Regions from separate parts of the Mus musculus genome. Here region 1 is linked to region 2. Evidence: chromatin contacts called from public promoter capture Hi-C data. All regions are on one chromosome and are shown on one strand. Each heading gives the region's core, a stretch centred on a gene start, on an enhancer-like site or on the middle of the called end of the contact. The rest is flanking DNA. Distances are from core to core; before and after follow the strand shown.

Region 1 (2,700 bases), core at 183-2,682, 51 kb after region 2:
AACTCCAAGCATGAACGTGCTCTACGAATAATCTCTATCCCGCTCTACCTCTCCTGATTGAGACATTATCTAGCTGCTAGATATCCTTGAACGCCCTGTGTGGCCCAAACTGACCTTAAACTTATGACCCTCCTGCCTCTGCCTCCTGGTACCAAGGAAGGTTACAGGAATGTGCCAACCATTCCTGGGTTGGGGACGTTTTGTCTCTTCCTATGGTGGTGGCATGGAACTCGTGTTTATGCTTTACCGCAGAGCTTGGGCTTCTCTCTCCAGCCCCCTTCCCTCTTGCCCCACTGGGGATTCGTGCTGGGCAAGACCCCTTTGATGGAGCTACCCACTCAAATCCCCCTTTTCACTTTTGATTTTGCGATAGGATCTCATTACATTGTACAGGCTGGCCTTAAACTATTTGTGTGTTTTTGCTGGTCTAGAGCCTGCTTTGTGTGGGGCACAGCATTTTATGACTTTAATCCCAGCCCTCAGGAGGCAGATCTGCACATCTCTGTCAATTCAAGGCTAGCCTAGATTACATAGTAAGTTCTTGGACAGCCACGGGGCTATGTAGAGAACTGTTCAAAGGAAAAAAGAAGGCTACATCATAGATGAGGGCTGCACTGCCACACCCAGTTTATGGGGTGCCCAGAATCAAACCTAGGGCTTTGTATATGCTAGGCAAAAACTGTACCAGATGAACTACATCCCTAGACTGTTGAACTAGATGTAGTCCAGACAGGCCTTGAAGTGGAGAACCTTCTTCTTTAGCCTCCCAAGTGGTTGGGGATGGCAAGCCTGTGCCACTAGGCCTGGCTCTTTCAACCTTTTGTTGTATCATTTAAAAAACATTTACATATTTGTTGTGTGTGAGTAGGGGTGCACAATTGCCACAGAATACCTGTGGAAACGAGAGCACAGTGAGAGAAATGAAATGAAGGGAGCATTTAGTAAGCTCCTACTTAATATCACGCCTGTAGATCTTTAAGTGTCATTCTGAGGTTGCAGTTGTTAGTAATAGCTTTATTCTGGCATGAGGCTAATCCATAGCAATATGAACTGAGCTGCCAGTGGCCATGTCATCTGGGTTCATTTCTCTGTGAACATCGTGGTCCACAGCATGCAGCCAGTAATTGTTTATCCATCAAACAAGAGTATAGTCTGTTGTCTCCCCAAGGACAGAGACCAGAGCCTGATTTCAGCCCACTGAGTCAATTTCCCTTGTCTGTCTGGTAATTCAACAGCAAGGTCTATTGCCCTAGCAACTGCCCTTATACTGCCATGGCAACCGCCAGTGCAGACTTCTGTTCTCCACTTTGCCCCTTGGACATCTCCATGGCGATGCGCAGGATGAAGAGAAGGCCAGAGCCCTAATTCTGCGCCTGCGTACAGTAGGAGACAGTGGGGCGGGAGTGGGGGGGACGGGGACGCGGGGAGGGGGCAGGCTCCTGGATGTGCGCAGCCGCAGAGCGCTGCTGCTGTGCCTAATACCCATCGCTGCGCACTTGACAGCCAGTCCGCCCGTCCGGAGCCCGGCTCGTTGGGGCAGCATGGCGGGGTCGCCGCTGCTCTGCGGGCCGCGGGCCGGGGGCGTCGGCATTTTGGTGCTGCTGCTCTTGGGCCTTCTGAGGCTGCCCCCCACCCTGTCAGCGAGGCCCGTGAAGGTGCGACCTCAGTCAGCAGGGGGTGGGGGTGGGGTGGGGAGGAAGATGGGGGAAAGTGTTAATGAGGTATTTTCACAGGTATGCGCATAGGGCTTGGCTAGGGTGACCTGGCCTGCAGCTGACAGCCCCGCGCAGGCCAGGGGCAGTTTCAGGATGTGAGGATGATGTTGTTCAGGGCGCCCTGCCCATCCCTCAGCATCTGGGGCCTGGTTTAATCTCGATCCACGGGTGGCCCGTGGAGCTGTCCGTGGCACTAGGGTGTATTCAGAAAAGATATCTAAGCCTGTGATGTGATGACCGAAGTGTATAGGCATTGTTTCTTTTCAGTGTGACCTTTGGTTTGACTGCCCCTGAATGCCCTACAATACTAGGGATGCTTCTGGTTGACTTTTTGCGGGCCTGGTTGCTTTCTTAGTGGTACAGTGTGTATATTTGTGAATTCTTATGGGTGGTGACGTAGTATATGGGCGTATCTTTCTGTGTACTTGTGTGTTTCTGTGTTCATTTGTTTTTATTTTAGAAGGAGTGGTCCTTGTACCTTGGGGTACATATTTCATGGTGGCTTGGGTAAACTGAGTACTTGGGTTCTTCTACGTGCATCCACGAGACAGTTTCCTTTTTTTTCTTCTTCTTCTTTGTGGAGCTGTGTCATTGCAGGGAAAGAAGCCATGATGTCTCTGCATTGTGTTTTTAAAGACGATGCATGTCCTTGGTTGGCTCAGGTAGAGTAACTGAAGATCATTTCGCCAACAGGAATGTACACACAGGCACGAAAAAAAGACCACTTCTCGCAGTGGATATGGCAGTGTTGGGTTAAAATGTGTGACATTTTAAGGGCTGTGTGTGTGTGTGTGTGTGTGTGTAGGGATTGCTGGTGGGTGATTTCCCCGGCGCTGAGAGTGGTGGGTGCTGATCAAGGGCACGTGGAGCAGCTTGCTCCTCTACCTCTTCAAAGCTGTTGAGAGATCAGAGGAGAATTTTTAAAACCATTTGATAGCCTCGCGCCCCCCATAGGCATTACCTTCTATTTTCCACCCATTGAGTC
Region 2 (2,700 bases), core at 40-2,539:
TTGGTGTAGAAAAGGGAGTTTCCCTAGTCCTTCAGTCTGTCTTCTCCCTAATGATTGTTGTATGACTCTGTGACTCAGAGCTCTGGTGGTGACAGCTCTGACCCCATCCTCTCCTTTGTTTTGTCCTCACACCCCCAGCTGACCAGGTGTATGGAGACCAGGACATGCATGAGGTTGTTCGAAAGCATTGCATGGACTATCTGGTGAGATCCAAGGGAGGCCTTGGGGCAGCAGGAGGGTAGGGGGACCCCCGTTGCACACAAACCTTAATTTTCCAATCTATTCCACAGATGAAGAACGCTGATTACTTCTCCAACTATGTCACAGAAGACTTCACCACCTATATCAACCGGAAGCGGAAAAACAACTGCCATGGCAACCACATTGAAATGCAGGCTATGGCAGAGATGTACAACCGTCCTGTGGAGGTGTATCAATATAGCACAGGTACTTCTGTAGTGGGTAGGTGAGGGACTAATGGTTCCTCATCAGAGCCAACCATACCGGGCCCCCCTGTGGATGCTCCCTCCTTCTCTTTCTCTGCAGAACCTATCAACACATTCCATGGGATCCATCAAAATGAAGATGAACCCATCCGTGTCAGCTACCACCGGAATATCCACTATAATTCAGTGGTGAATCCTAACAAGGCCACTATTGGTGTGGGGCTGGGCCTACCGTCATTTAAGCCAGGGGTAAGTGGGTCCCTGTGCCCCAGGTAGATATGGATCATTGACTCTGCCCTTAGACCATAAAACTGTCTCCCCCTAAGTTTCACCTGTCTATAAAATTAGTGAGTCACCATTGATCAGAACTCATTCTGTAGCTTTTGATTTGCCTGTCCATGAAGTGGCTCACTAATGTTATTCTGGTTGAGCCTTTTAGGATGTAGAGCTCAATTTGAAGCAGTAAGGCAGACCTTGGACTAGGTATCCAAGCTTCCACACAGGTAGATCTTCTCCAACTTCAGAGCACTTACAGTTGGAGTCACAGACTTGGAATGTAGCAGCTTACTGGAATGGGCCCTGTGGACAGATTGTATTGTTTGGGCCTATACTGAAAGTCCTTCCCACAGGCCCAAGACCTAATTGGTGTCAGAAGATGGGAGTTGATTTGCCCAGCATCCACTGGCAGATAATCATTTCCGTCTCACAGTCTCTCTCCTCATCTTCCCTGCTCCATCCTCCCCCTTTCATCATGTCCTCTGATCCTCCCTCTTGCCTTCCTCCTAGGCTCTTTCCCCTTCTCCTCACCCCACTTCCTCTCCTCCCCACCCCCTCTCCTCCCTGGTCTCTATCTTCCCTTCACCCCCTCCTGGGGGTTTTGAAGTCTTCTATTCAGGTTTCACTTCCTACAAACCGAAGGTGGTCCTGCCTAATCTTAAACAACATCAACATACCCTCCAACCTTGGTGGGGGGGTGGGGTTATTTTTTAACTAAATTTTAGAAAAGTTACAGATTTGCAAAATGATTGGGAGAATATTAGCATTTCCATATGCCCCACTATGATTAACATGAACATAGTACATTTGTTGTCATTAACAAATCAGTATGGATTCATTAAGAACAATTTCCTCAGTTTCTACTTGGTGAGCCTTTTCCAGGATTCTGTCTCACATTTAATTGTTCCCTTTGACTTCTTGTGACTTTAACAAATTCTAAAGAATTTGACTGCTTTTGTTTTGATCTGGTGACCCACTCCACCGGTTTAGAATGTCATCTAATGGGAATTTCGCTGCGTGTATGTAGCTATTCCAGAATGAATTTTTTCTACTTAATTAATATCATTTAAGATTCATCTGTAACTTTTACTTTATTTCCTTTTCCTTTAAACGTCTGAATGTTTAAATGTTTCTCTAATTAATAGACTTCATTGTTCAAAACTATTTTACATTTGTTTTGGGGAGGGGTTTGTGGAGGTCTCTCTGTTCATCAAGCTTGGTGCAAAGCCCCCTTCCTCCTTGAGAACAGTGTTCTCAGTGTACAGTTTCCATCTAGTCTCTTCCCAAGGAACAGAGACTTGGGTAATCTGTTACCATGTGTGAACCAGTATTAATACATGCCTACTAGCCTGACGTTACTGCCTCATTCCTCCCACTTGTTTTGATGATCTCAAAAATTTTAAGGAGAACCATTCAAAAGTATTGCAGGGAAATTATTTTTTTTTCCAGCATTTTTCTAATGATTTTAACTTTGATATTGGGTTCGGGCAGAAGAGCACAGATATCAAGAATATGTGTTAGGAATATGATCATGACTGTTGATGTTGTCTGGCAGAAGTCATAGGAATTTTCCCACCTTTTGACTGCTGTAGTGTTAGGAAGGAAGTCATACTTAAGGAAAGGGAATTATGTCTGTCTTCCTGAATTGATGTTAATGTGAGCTTAGGGTTAGTGCTGCTATATCTAGTTAAAATCCCTTGACCATTTGCCTCCTTCTAGCCTTTTTCTTGAGTAAATTTCCCTTTTCCTGAGTAAATTTTCACTTTAAAGTTTAGAAAACTTTCCCCATCACCCAGCAGTCATTTACATGACTGCTATTTACATATACGGGTATAAGCTGGGGCAGACTCATTAACTGGACCCCCTGGAGTCCGGTGATATCTGCAGTTCTTTTTATGTTTAGTGTTACTGATTCTATTCATTTTTAAAGTGCCCAAGGCCACCACCTGCTTGTCTTTGCATACATTTGTAATTCATT

What was found. Promoter capture Hi-C pulls out the DNA fragments that hold promoters and counts their contacts.
Region 1: a contact with region 2 is called in a promoter capture Hi-C map of stem cell-derived epiblast-like cells, with 4 times the contacts expected there. The contact joins the promoter of Pcsk1n here to the enhancer-like site in region 2. A contact is called at or near these places in 12 of 39 promoter capture datasets (the 3T3-L1 cell line, 3T3-L1-derived adipocytes, the C10 cell line and 9 more), 2 of 15 datasets of contacts at CTCF or cohesin (CD8 T cells and pro-B cells), 6 of 484 Hi-C or Micro-C datasets (the CH12 cell line, the G1E-ER4 cell line, embryonic stem cells and 1 more), 4 of 115 datasets of contacts at active chromatin or transcription factors (the HPC-7 cell line and embryonic stem cells) and 4 of 9 other capture datasets (adipose tissue, embryonic stem cells, liver and 1 more).

The regions. Positions count from the first base shown.
Region 1 is chrX:7,918,390-7,921,089 of GRCm38.p6, forward strand. Pcsk1n (proprotein convertase subtilisin/kexin type 1 inhibitor) reads left to right here and starts at 1,433. Exons shown (of 3, transcript NM_013892.3): 1 at 1,433-1,655. The coding sequence starts at 1,542.
Region 2 is chrX:7,867,377-7,870,076 of GRCm38.p6, forward strand. Otud5 (OTU domain containing 5) reads left to right here. Exons shown (of 9, transcript NM_138604.3): 3 at 139-203; 4 at 291-447; 5 at 547-695. Among named protein-coding and RNA genes, the nearest start is that of Pim2, 9.6 kb to the right of the region's middle. Within about 2 kb of position 1,290, at least 6 of the 459 cell types and tissues checked have an H3K27ac peak or open chromatin away from gene starts, as enhancers often do. A contact at or near this core is called in stem cell-derived epiblast-like cells, where this site is marked.